Regions from separate parts of the Pan troglodytes genome. Here region 1 is linked to region 2. A link is a contact called in public capture Hi-C data. All regions are on one chromosome and are shown on one strand. The core of a region is the stretch at or near the end of the contact, and the rest is flanking DNA. Distances in the headings are between cores, read along the strand shown. Region 1 has its middle 25 kb from the start of TMEM92. Region 2 overlaps SGCA (sarcoglycan alpha).

The links. Capture Hi-C pulls out chosen DNA fragments and counts their contacts.
Region 1: a capture Hi-C map of stem cell-derived neural stem cells shows a contact between it and region 2, with 7 times the contacts expected there. The contact joins two enhancer-like sites. A contact is called at or near these places in 4 of 7 Hi-C or Micro-C datasets (blood, induced pluripotent stem cells and stem cell-derived neural progenitor cells) and 1 of 1 other capture datasets (stem cell-derived neural stem cells).

Annotation. Positions count from the first base shown.
Region 1 is chr19:63,435,484-63,441,954 of NHGRI_mPanTro3-v2.0_pri, reverse strand. No RefSeq gene overlaps it. Among named protein-coding and RNA genes, the nearest start is that of TMEM92, 25 kb to the right of the region's middle. Within about 2 kb of position 1,259, at least 1 of the 24 cell types and tissues checked has an H3K27ac peak or open chromatin away from gene starts, as enhancers often do. A contact at or near this core is called in stem cell-derived neural stem cells, where this site is marked.
Region 2 is chr19:63,315,790-63,322,671 of NHGRI_mPanTro3-v2.0_pri, reverse strand. SGCA (sarcoglycan alpha) reads right to left here. Exons shown (of 8, transcript XM_054671152.2): 7 at 5,160-5,352; 8 at 4,679-4,897. The coding sequence ends at 5,172. Among named protein-coding and RNA genes, the nearest start is that of H1-9, 5.0 kb to the right of the region's middle. Within about 2 kb of position 2,336, at least 13 of the 24 cell types and tissues checked have an H3K27ac peak or open chromatin away from gene starts, as enhancers often do. A contact at or near this core is called in stem cell-derived neural stem cells, where this site is marked.

The DNA.
Region 1 (6,471 bases), core at 10-2,509, 120 kb before region 2:
ATATGTGTGTGTATATGTACACACATGTATACATATAATATATATATGTACACACATGTATACATATAATATATATATGTACACACACACACACCCCGGTAGTCCCCGCTACTCAGGACCCTGAGATAGGATTGCTTGAGCCCAGGAGGTTGAATCTGCAGTGAGCTGTGATCATGCCACTGCGCTCCAGCCCGGGCAACAGAGCAAGATCCTGTCTCAGAAAAAAAAAAAGGAAGAGAAAGAAAAGGCGACAAGACAATATGGAGGATACACACATAATCTGATTTTTGTAAAAATGTTGTGGGCCAGGCACGGTGGCTCACGCTTGTAATCCTAGTACTTTGGGAGGCCAAGGTGGGCAGATCATCTGAAGTCAGGAGTTCAAGACCAGCCTGGCCAACATGGAGAAACCCCGTCTCTACTAAAAATACAAAAATTAGCCGGGTGTGGTGGTGCATGCCTGTAATCCCAGCTACTTGGAAGGGTGAGGCAGGAGACTTGCTTGAACTCAGGAAGCAGAAGTTGCAGTGAGCTGAGATCACCCCACTGCATTCCAGCCTGGGCAACAGAGCGAGACTCCATCTAAAAAAAAAAAAAAAGTGTGTGTGTATAGAAAATGTCCAGAAGGATATTTACACAACACAATATTTATTGCTTTCTTCTTTAAATTATCCTATATTGTCTGATTTTTTTATAGTGAGCATGCAGAACTACTATAACCAAGAATAAACAATGCTGGCCAGGGGCAGTGGCTCACACCTGTAATCCCAGCACTTTGGGAGGCTGAGGTGGGCAAATCACCTGAGGTCAGGAGTTCAAGACCAGCCTGGCCAACATGGTGAAACCTCGTCTCTACTTAAAAAAAAAAAAAATTGGCCAGGTGTGGTGGCGGGTGCCTGTATTCCCAGCTGCTTGGGAGGCTGAGGCAAGATAATCCCTTGAACCTGGGAGGTGGAGGTTGCAGTAAGCAGAGATTGCACCACTGCAATCCACCCTGGGCAACAGAGCTCCATCTCAAAAAAAAAAAAAAAAAAAAAAAGGAATAAACAATACTGTGATTTCCACTTGGGGAAATAAAACTATCTTCATGTGCCCTCCTAAAAACATTGAGAGGCAGTGTGTTCTAAACCAGTCCCTCGCACTGGCTCTGACTGGCGTCCGGATTTCCTGGGGGATCTGGTAAAGTGCGGAGTCTGTGTCCGTAGGTTGCCAGCGGGGTCTGCAATCCTGTATTTCTAACAAGCTCCCAGCTGACCTGAGGCTGCTGGTCCAAGGACAACACTTTGAGCGGTGCTATAAAGCAACCCTGGAATCAGGCCTCGGGGCCTGCCTTCGAATGTGACTTTGTCCCTAAGCCACATCCTGCCTTGGGAAGCAGTGTAGCTCTGCCTTGGGAAAAACACTCCACCACAGTGCAGGGCTCTTAGTTTCCTCTTTTGTAGAAGGTGAGACTAGAGCTGTAGTCGTTAAAACTCCCTGCTTTGTCATTGAGCCTTCTTGGCCACTAATGTGCCAGGAAACCAGCTTTTCTTTCTTTTTTTTTTTTTTTTGAGATAGGGTCTCGATGTCACCCAGGCTAGAATGCAGTGGCTCAAACACAGCTCTGCAACCTCAACCTCCTGGACACAAGCGATCCTCCTGCCTCAGCCTTTCACATAGCTAGGATCAAAGGCACACACCACTATGCCTGGCTAATTTTTAGTAGAGATGGGGGGCTTGCTTTGTTGCCCAGGCTGGTCAACTACTGGGCTCAAGCGATCCTCCCACCTCAGTCCCCCAAAGTGCTGGGATTACAGGCGTGATCCACCATGCTCAGCCAGGAAACCAGCCTTTCAAGTCACTCCACCTGCCTTTTCATGAGAGGTGAGCCACTGGCCTCCCCAGGGTGGCCTTAGTTGCCCCAGGGGGCTGAGCCCCTGCTGCTCCCACCTTTGTGGGCCTCTGTCCCTCTGTGTTCCTGCAGTCCCTCTTGCCTCCAGGCGATGGCAGCAGAAGACAAGGAGTCCCAGAGGGCGGCCACCCACCGACTCCGGGTGACAGGTAGGCACTTGTAAACGTTTCCAGTGTCCATTAAATCAGTTACAAGATGAACCATACCAATTCAGATTCACATTCTTATTTCTTTAGGATTTCAACTCCAGCTTTTTTCTCCCCAAGAATTGAAGCCCTATGCTATATGGGAGAATTCAGGATAAAAAATACATCAGAGGCCAGGCATGGTGGCTCACGCCTGTAATCTCAACACTTTGAGAGGCTGAGGCGGGTGGATAATGAGGTCAAGAGATCGAGACCACCCTGGCCAACATGGTGAAACCCTGTCTCTACTAAAAATACAAAAATTAGCTGGGATTGGTGGCGCACGCCTGTAGTCCCAGCTACTCGGGAGGCTGAGGCAGGAGAATCACTTGAACCCAGGAGGTGGAGGTTGCAGTAAGCTGAGATCATGCCATTGCACTCCAGCCTGGTGACATAGCGGGACTCTGTCTCAAAAAAAAAAAAATTACATCAGAAACTATGCAAAGATTTTACCTGCCACCTGAGCTGACTCTCAGGTGCTAAGTGTATAGTTTCAAGACAATGAAGGTCAAAGGGGAAGTACACTGGGCATTCAGGCCCAAGAAGGGAGGCAGTGGCTGCAGACTGAGCTGTCCTGAGAGTCAGACTTGGGCTGGGGGCTGAATGTTTATTTTGCATTCTATGCTCACATCCCTGTGGGGGTCTCACCTCATTTTCCATACATGGAAAGAGATTCAGTGAGGCTGGCACAGTGACCACTGTCACTCAGCTTGTTAAATGGCAGAGCTGGGACTCTAAGCCTGAATTCTTTCCCCTACCCTTCTCCCTCCCCTGGGAGAAAATTTTCATTTTCTGACCCAGCTGCCCTACTCCTATTTACATTGAGATGGGTTTGTTTTTGTTTTTCTTGAGATTAAACTCAGAGTAGTTGAAAATGGCCTGAGACCACAGTGGTCAATAGTTTCCAGGACAGTCGTCCACAGACGGGTTTATGCTAAACCATATTAAAGGTGGAGGAAAACTGGAAACTTGAAATTCATTGAGGCCAAGATAAACTGATTCAAGTCCTGTTTGTCTTCTTTAATTTACTTGTTTTTGGACAGGGTTTCACTCTGTTGCCCAGGCTGGAGTGCGGTGGTGTGTTCTTGGCTCACTGCAACCTCTGCCTTCTAGGTTCAAGCAATCCTCCCACCTCAGCCTCTTGAGTAGCTGGGACTACAGGTGCACGCCACCATACTGGCTAATTTTTCTATTTTTTGTAGAGTTGACGTTTCACTATGTTGCCCAAGCTGGTCTTGAACTCCTGGGCTCAAGCAATCCATTCACCTCAGCCTCCCAAAGTGCTGGGATTACAGGTGTGAGCCACCGCACCAGGCCCTGTTTGACTTCTTACAATTTACTCCACTCCAGCCACACTGGCTTCCACATTCTTCCAACATACCAGACAAGCTGCTGCCTCTGGCTTCCATACCTGCTGTTGCTCTGCCTAGATGCGTTTCCTCCATATCTTCAAGGCTCACTTCATCTACTGCCTTCAAGTCTTCTCTCAGACAACTTTTCAAGGGGACTACCCTGACTTCCTGTTTACAACTGTATCCACTCTGCCTGCTACTCTTTTTGTTTCTTTTAAATTTTCACAAGGGCACTGTAATATATTTCCCGCACCTCTGATCTCCCTTGTTTTCCCCCATTTTTTTCTGTGGCACTCATCACCTTCTGACATACTATATAATTTGTTTATTATGCTTGTTAATTTATTTCTATGTTTACTATATTGTTTCGTTTTGTTTTGAGACAGAAGTCTCACTCTGTCATCCAGGCTGGAATGCAGTGGCATGATCTCGGCTCACTGCAACCTCTACCTCCCAGGTTCAAGTGATCGTACCACCTCAGCCTCCCAAGTAGCTGGGACCGCAGACGCACCCCACCATGCCCGGTTACTTTTTTGTATTTTTGGTAGAGACAGGGTTTTGCCAGGTTGCCTAGGCTGGCCTCAAACTCCTGAACTCAAGCAATCTGCCTACCTTAGCCTCCCAAAGTGTGGGATTACTGGCCTCTACTATATTGTTACTGTTATGATATTTATTGTCTTGAATGCAGGCTCTGTGAAGACAGTATTTTTTTCTGTTTTATTCACTGTTGTATCCACAGAGCCTAAAACAGTGCCACATACTAGGAACTCAATAATAAATGAATGAATGAATGAATGGATACATGAGTTAACTTGACAGTTACATGTCAAAATATGCAGGACCTATGACAGCAATATTACTCCATGGATAAATAAAATACACGTGGAATTCATATGTGAACATACAGCTGACATGTGGGGGACATGTGGCAGGCACTGGACAGAAACACAGCAGAGCTTTGAGGGGAACATGTAATGGCACATGTAGACACACATAGACTAAGTGACAGGATGTCCCAGACATGCCCCGGGAATGTGAAGGCACAAGGTGAGTCCGCTGACAGATACATGATGGACCCAGGCAGGACAGGTGGCAGGCACATGGAAAGACAGGCTCGTCACAACTCCTTAGGAATGCTTAGACTTCCAGGGCCCTCTGCATTATAATGCAGAGGTCTGGTCGCACAAACCAATGCCTCTCCCAGACAAATCACTTTTGCTTTCCTTAGTTAGTCTAGCTTAGAATGTGTCCATTTTGTTTACTGTTTCAAACACGCAACTTGGCCAGGCCCCGGTGGCTCACGCCTGTAATCCCAGCACTTTGAGAGGCCAAGGTGGGCAGATCACTTGAGGTCAGGAGTTTGAGACCAGCCTGGCCAGCATGGCGACACCTTGTCTCTACTAAAAATACAAAAATTAGCCGGACATAGTGACAGGTGCCTGTAATCCCAGCTACTTAGGAGGCTGAGGCAGGAAAATCCCTTGAACCCAGAAGGCGGAGATTGCAGTGAGCTGAAATTGTACCACTGCACTCTTTTTTTTGAGACTCTGTCACAGAAAACAAAACCAACTCAGTTTCATTGATCTTTTCTAGTCTTTATTTCTGCTCTGATCTTTATTATTTACTTCCTTCTGCTTCCGTTTGTTACTGTTTTTTTCTTTTCTTTTTTTTGAGAGGGAGTCTCGTGCTCTGTAGCCAGGGCTGGAGTGTAGTGGCATGATTGCAGGCGCGAGCCACTGTGCCTGGCCTGTTTTTCATTTTCTAGTTTTCTAGTTTCTTGAAGTGTGATGTTACGATGTTTATTTGTGATCCTTCTTCTTTTGTGATATAGGCATTTATAGCTATAAACTTCTCTCTTAGAACTGCTTTTGCCGCATCCCATAAGTTTTAGTATCTTGTGGGTCCATTTCATTTGTCTCAAGATATTTTTGCATTTCTTCTTTAACCCATTGGTGGTTCAGGATCATGTTGTATAATTTCCATATATTTGTGAATTTCCCGAAATTTCTCTCGTTATTGATTTCTAGCTTCATACCATTGTGGTTGAGAAGATACTTGATATGATATTAATCTTAAATTTGATAAGACATGTCATGTGCCTAACGTGTAATCTATCCTGGAGAATGTTCTATGTGCTCTTGAGAAGAATGTGCATTCTGCTGCTGTCGGATGGAATGTTCTGTATTTGTCTGTTAGGTCTGTTTGGTCTAAAGTGTAGTTTCAGTCTAACGTTTTCTTATTGATTATCTGCCTGGACCATCCATCTGTCTGTTGCTGAAAGTGAGGTGTTAAAGTCCTTTGCTATTATTGTATTAGTCTATCCCTCCCTTAAGATCTATTAATATTTGCCTTATATATCTAGGTAATGTGATGTTGGGTGCATATAATTTACAATTGTTATAGCCTCTTGATGAATTGACTCTTATCATTATATAATGACCTTCTTGTCACCTTTTACCATTTTTGACTTAAAATCGATTTCATCTGTTATAAGTCTAGCTATTCCTGCCCTCTTTTGGCTTTTATTTGCATGGAATATCTTTTCTATCCCTTAACTTTCAGTCTATGTGTCTCTTTAAAGGTGGAGCGAGTCTCTTGTAGGCAGCATGTAATTGCATCTTTTTTACTGCTTCAGCCTTGCTTTCCTTGAAAAAAAAAAAAAAGTGGATTTCCTCCTCATAATATTCTTATGCCTGGAGCCTCTCCCCAGATTACAAGAATACTTAATTTTTAAAATTTTTATTTATTTATTTTGCCCTGGACTCCCTTGGCAAGCTGGTGAAACCTATGGACCCCTTCTCAGAATAATGCCTAAACACATTTTTATTTATTTATTTTGGAGACAGAGTCTCGCTTTATCCCCAGGTTGGAGTGCAGTGGCACAATCTTGGCTCACTGCAAACTCCACCTCCCAGGTTCGAGCGATTCTCATGCCTCAGCCTCCAGAGTAGCTGGGGTTACAGGTGCCCGCCACCACACCGAGCTAATTTTTGTATTTTTAGTAGAGACTGGGTTTCGCCATGTTGGCCAGGCTGGTCTCTAA
Region 2 (6,882 bases), core at 1,087-3,586:
ATCTGTGTTCACAGGGGCCTATACACATGTACGTGTGTGGGTTGGGGTGGGCGGGCATCTGTGCATGATGAGGGCAGCTTCCCCACACGTTTGGCAGTGAAAGCAACCCTGTGTGAACTGTGAGAACGCATGGACTGTGGCATTTGGGACATATGTGTACAGGGGCATGACAGAGGGCATAGGAGGGTCTGTCTGTGTGATATGGATGAATGGGGCGGGGGAGCAGAGAGGAGTGTGGGAAAAATTAGTGGGGGCTCGGTGTGGGAGGAGACCACTCTCCTGAAGTCCCCCAGCCAGTGGGAGCCCTGGTGCTGGGAAGGCTGAGTCTCCCTGTCCCCTTCCCCTATGTGTGCTCCAGAGGGTATCAAGTCAGGCCGTGGGCATGTCCATAGTCAGGGAGGCAAGATCCTGGAAGCAGGAGGGCTCTTGTCCAGGAGGGTGGCAGGCCCTCCCCATGCAGAGATTTCAACCCTTTGCAGAGGATGTGCAAGGCAAGGCCAGGAGGGAGGTGAGTTTGGCACATGCTAATGCTGGAGAAAGTGGGATTTTCTCTGCAAAAGACAGTGGGAGGAACTGGGAAGGGGGTACTGAATGAGAAGGGACAGAGAACCATGATGGGGACTAAAACATTTTAGAGAGGGAGGCCACATACATGTGCAAGTTCTGGATGAATTCACTGCTGTGGGGCAAACTCTGCCCGCATGCCAGGGCTTCGCTGCTGAGTTCACGGAGGCCTAGGAGAGCAGGTGTTCTGTAGAAAGCAGGGAAAGGGGCTGAGTTCTGGGTGTGAGTTAATCTGGGATGGAGATACAGGAAGAGCCATGAAACCAGCACAGCCCAATAAAGATACAACCCAAGGCGCGGATGTAATTTTTCATGATCTAGCAGCCATTTAAAAAAAGATAAAAAGGGCTGGGGGCGGTGGCTCACGCCTGTAATCCCAGCACTTTGGGAGGCCGAGGCGGGCGTATTGCCTGAGGTCAGGAGTTTGTGACCAGTCTGGCCAACATGGTGAAATCCTGTCTCTACTAAAAATACAAAAAAAAAATTAGCTGGGCCTGGTGGTGTGCGCCTGTAGTCCCAGCTACTCGGGAGGCTGAGGCAGGGAAATTGCTTGAACCAGGGAGGTGGAGGTTGCAGTGAGCCAGGATAGCGCCACTGCACTCCAGCCTGGGCAATGGAGCAAGACTCCATCTGAAAAAAAAAAAAAAGATAAAAAGGCTGGTGCTGTAGTGCATGTCCTAGCTACTCGGGAGGCTGATGCAGGAGGATCCCTTGAGGCCAGGAGTTTGAGACCAGCCTGGGCAACACAGCGAGACCCTATCTCTACAAAAAAAATTGTAAAAATTAGCCAGATATGGTGGTGAGTGCCTGTAATCCTAGCTACTTGGTGGCTGAGGCAGGAAGATCACTTGAGTTTGAGGTAACAGTAAGCTATGATCATGCCACTGCACTCCAGCCTGGGCAACATAATGAGACCTCATCTCAAAAGAATAAATAAGTATCTACAGGTAAAACTAATTTTAGCAATGTCTTTTATTTAACCTAATGTATCCCCAAATCCGATCGTTTCACCATTACACTGAGGTACATCTCAGTTTGGACTAGCCACATCTTAAGTGCTCACTAGCCACATGGCCTGAGGCTGCTGTACTCGATGGTGCAGCTCTAGGCAGCAGTTCCGTACCAAAGATCATACAAATTTAGGCTTCCACTCCCAATTCACAGGGAGAGATTGAACTTTTTACAAGGTGCAGGTGGAAATGGAGTTCATTTAGCCTGAATCTTAGGGGCCAGGGAGACCCCAGGGACCTCTGGCCTTGGGGGATTGTGTGTGCTTGCATGCAATAATGTGTCCATCCTTGGGAGCTGCCAGAGTGTCCAGTTCCCACAAATTCTCACAACAGCCCCAAGGCGGTTATGATGATCATCTTATAAGTAAACTAACCCTCAGCTGGCTGAGCCAGCTGTTGTGTGGCAGGATCATGATTCCAGTCCTGCTCCGGGGCAGCGTGCAGCAGGGGGCTGAGGCCGGCCCTAGGTGGCGCCTTGAGTCACCAGGTCTGGCTGATAGAGAGGTGGTGAGGGAATGTCTGAGCGTCAGGCCACGTGTGGGTGCTGTGTTTAGAAGGAAGGTGGAGGCCACCCACTGGGTAACAGGGGCAATGCCATCATGGGACTGGAGGAGGCAGGGGTGGAGCAGAGTGTGCAGCTGGGCCAAGTCTCCCGGTGGAGGTGGCGGTGGGGGCGGCTGCCCTTCTTTGTCCTGGGCTGTGGGGGGTGGAGCTTGACTGCTGGCTGGAATCTTGCACGCCAGGGAGGAGCTGTTGCCCAGTGGGGAGGCGCTAAGTATGTCTGTGCCCTCCCGGCATGCTGCCGGGGGCCTCTGGACGTGTGTGCCCAGGCAGGGCTCAGCGTCTTCTGCAGGCACGCCATCCTCCCAGCTACTTGTCTGGGCCGCTTCCTCTCAGGCCGGCAGCCAGGCTCCCGTGTGCTCTTTGGAGCTGAGCAGAGAGAAAGGCGCTGCCAAGACCCCAAGGCAAAGCCGGGAAGTGAGGAGCTGGCCTTGCACTCTCCCAGCCCTGGCCAGCACAGGAAGAGCACAGGAGGCCCAAGAGCTGCCTGGCTGCAGGGGGCGAGCCCAGAGATGAGGGGTGGGCAGCCTCTTCCTCAAGGGAGCAGGGATCAAGGAGCCACCCCAGACAGCAGGCTGGCTGCTGGAGCCTCCGGTCTGCGCAACTCCTGGTTTCCTTCAGGAGAAAGAAAGAAATAGCCAAGGAGAAGCCAGAGGCACCCGCTAGTCAAAGAACCCGTTTGGTTATGGCGTGGGCACCTAAAGAGCTAGTCATTCAACAGGCAATTATTAAGCACGTACACTACACCTCAGCCTGCCTCAGCAGATGCTCACGAAACCAGTGTTTGATGAGTTGATTGACTAACTAATGGGTACAGGGAGGCTCAGGAGATAATGGAAGAAGCTTTAGCCATGGCCTTGCTCAACCCCTGTGCCCTGAGAAGGGGAGCAACCTCCTTAAGAACACTGAGCACAGGAACGGTAGCTCACAGCGGTCATCCCAGCTACTCAGGAGGCTGAGGCAAGAGGACCACTTGAGGCCAGGAGTTCGGGACCAGCGTGGGCAATGTAGTGAGACCCTGGCTCTAAAAGAAAGAACGCTGAGCAAACCCAGACACATGGTGTCCTTTCATGCCTTCCTTCAGAACATCCTTCCTGAGCACTCACTGTGTGCAGGCACTGCACCTGCTGCAGGCTGAAAGAATTGTATGTTCTAGTGCGGAAGAGGACTCGGAATATGTGAGCCGAGACAGCGCAAATCCTCTCAGAGAGCAGGAAGGCCTCGCAGGGCAGGCAGTGGGACCGCAGTGGGACCACAGCGGGGACAGGGAAGGCCTCTCTGAGGAGGTGCCCTTTGGGCAAAGACAGAACCTGCAGTGAGGGGCTAGTTGTGTGGATGTGGGAGCCAGGGCCTCCCAGCAGAGGAAAAGGAGAAGGAGGCTGGAGTGGTGATGCCAGCCCTTGTCTGTGTTCTCTCGGAGTTGCCACTAGGGGAGGGCCTTGCCAGCTGTCCCTCTTTTAGCCGGGCCCCTCTCAGGCTGAGTCCCTGGCCTGTCCTCACGTGGGAGTGGGAGTATATGAGCCTGGATATGGCCAGATGGCAGTGATCGGGGCAGAATTGGCCCCATTTGGTTGTGTCCACCTGGGAAAAACAGGCTCAGGCCTTCTCATGGCCAGCTGAGCTCTTCCGAGCTCATGTGGGGTCAAGCTGTGCTAGCACCACTCAGCCCAACAAGGGTCCCAGGCTGTGCTGTGTCCTCTGCACCCCTGCCCATCTCTGGAGGAGCTCAGCAAGGCAGGGGGTAGTCCTTGAGCCTAGAGCATTCCGGGACCCGCATTCCAACCTCCCTCTTTCCATATCTTTTTTTTTTTTTTTTTTTTTTGAGACAGAGTTTTGCTCTGTCACCCAGGCTGGAATGCAGTGGTGTGATCTCGGCTCACTGCAACTCCACCTCCTGGGTTCAAGTGATTCTCCTGCCTCAGCCTCCCGAGTAGCAGGGATTACAGGTATGTGCCACCATGCCTGGCTAATTTTTGTATTTTTAGTAGAGATGGGGTTTCACTATGTTGGCCAGACTGGTCTCGAACTACTGACCTCAAGTGATCTGCCTGTTTTGGCCTCCCAAAGTGCTGGGATTACAGGCGTAAGCCACCACGCCCGGCCTCGCTCTCCATATCTAGATTGGCTTCTCTCCAAACACAACAGACAGAGGGACTCTCCCTCCAGGGAATCTTGAGGTGCCAAAGAAATCTACAGGTAAGGGTCTGGATTTCCTGCTTCCAGAACCCCTCAACCCTGTAGAAGGCAGGGTGGAGGCAGAAGTGCCAGGGTCAAATTCAAGCTTTGCCACTTGCTTGTTCTGTAACCTTGGGTAAGTCACTGACTCTCCCTTGGTCTCTGTTTCCTTGTCTGTGAAATGGGGATAGTGATCCAGGCATACCTCACTACCAGGTTCGTGGGAGGGCTACAGATAGCAGGTCCTTCCCTCTTTCTTCCAGAGAATTTGAGAAAACAGCAAAATGCCAAGAGTCCAAAGGGCAGGCTGGCAGGCACTGGCTGCCTATGGGGCCTCCCAGAAAGCACAAAGGGAAACAGAGCCAGTGAGGATGGGAGAGGCTGCCAGCAGCAATTGGTGAGCAGAGCAGCAGATATTTATTCTGAATGTCCTTACCCCACACACTCTCACCCCACCCCACCCCCTCTCCCTGCTTGTTTACAGCCTGGGTTCCAGGCGGGCCAGGAGCTGGAATCAGCAGGTGGGATGTGCCACTCGTGGTGTGGACAGAGAAGGGAGGATGAAATCAGGGCTGGACCTGGAACCCCTGTGGGAAGAGAGAGTGGAGGGCTGAGAGGGCCGGACGCTGGTTCTCCTGACTTCCCCACCCTGACACTCCAACTGCGAGTGCTCGGCATTGGGGTCATAGCCCTGGCACTGGTGAGGACCCCCAGCAGCGGCCTCAGAGGGGCAGACAAGTCTATGTGCCTCTTCCCCTGACCTCTCCCAGACCCCACCATTTGCCCCAGCCTTGAGATAAAGGCCATCTTGTTCCCAGAAATAAGGCTGGCATCACCCACCAGACCTACCTGGCTGGGCTGTCAGTGCTGGTCCAGAATGAGGGGCACCTGGGCGCTGTCCACGCGGGGAGGCAGCCGCTCACCTGTGTGCACATTGAACATGGGCAGGGTGGAGAGTGGCCGGGGCACCTCGCGGCTGGCCGCCATCTGCCGCAGCTCCTCTGTGTTCCCGTGGATGGTGCAGTGGTGGACCATCTGGATGCTGGAGGCACAGGTGGGGAGTCATCAGCTCTGGGAGTCAGCTGCCCTGGAGTACAGCCTGGAACTGCCTCTGAGCCACCCTGCAGTCCTCCCCACCACTTATGTGGGGAGAGACTCAAACACATGATGCAGGGGCAGAAAACAAACAGAAAGCTCTATGGGGCCGGGCATGGTGGCTCACGCCTGTAATCCCAGCACTTTGGGAGGCGAAGGCAGGCAGATCACTTGAGGTCAGGAGTTCGAGGCCAGCCTGGCCAACACGGTGAAACCCTGTTTCTACAAAAAATAAAAATAAAAATTAGCCAGGTGTGGTGGTGGGCACCTGTAATCCCAGCTACTCAGGAGGCTGAGGCAGGAGATTCACTTGAACCTGGGAGGCGGAGGTTGCAGTGAGCTGAGATCGCAAGAGACTCCATCTCAAAGTAAAAAAAAGAAGAAAAAAAAAAAAAGAAAGCTCTATGGTGCCTGCTCAGTGCCCAGTGGTCAAGACATGGGCTGTGGGTGTAGACAGCCTGGGTTCAAGGCTGTGTGTCTTGGGCAAGTTGCTTAACCACTCCATGCCTTAGTTTGCTCAACTGCCAAATGGAGATAATAACACCTACCACCAGGCCGGGCGCAGTGGCTCACACCTGTAATCCCAGCACTTCGGGAGGCCGAAGCGGGTGGATCACTTGAGGCCAAGAGTTCAAGGCCAGCCTGACCAACATGGTGAAACCCCATCTCTATTTAAAAAAAAAAACAAAACCTACCTCCTAGGACTGCTGTGAAGATTGAAAGAGAAAATGCGGCTGAGTGTTTACAACAGTGCCCACCACGTGATAAGCGCTCACAAGATATGGAGACATGAATAGACATCCACAGGGGCAATATTCTTCCAGAAGCCGGTGTTTGCTGAGCTTTATATTATGTTTTTATATTATTTATTTATTTTTAAGAGATGGGGTCTCACTTTGTCGCCAACTTCAGTGCAGTGGCACAATCGTAGCTCACTGCAGCCTCTACCTCCTGGGCTCAAGCGATACTCCTGCCTCAGCCTCCTGAGTAACTGGGACTATAAGTGCAAGCCACCATGCTCGGCTAATTTAAAACTTTTTTTTTTGTAGAGACAGGCGTCTTACTATGTTGTTCAGGCTGGTCTTGAACTCCTGGCCTCAAGGGACCCTCCTGCCGCTGCCTCCCAAAGTGCTGGGATTACAGGCATGAGCCACTGCACCCAGCCAAGAATTGGTTTTCTTAGAGGAGCTGGGGCCCCAGGCAGGGCTGAAGCGACCCCACTTGCCACTTGGTTACTGATGAGATGAGGGAGGAGAAGTGATCCCCACCCATGTTCAGGTCCCAATTAGTGGACACAGACTCCGGTTAGAGCCTGACAGTTTAGACTGCAGAAAAGACCTAGCTTCACGCTGAATGGGCCATGCTCCTCCTGTGGGGAGGACAGCAGGAAGAGGTGGAGTCACCATCTAAGGCCAGGGGAGGGTCAAGATGAGCTCTTGAGTCTGGAATTCGGTGAGCTGAGTTGTCCGAAACCCAA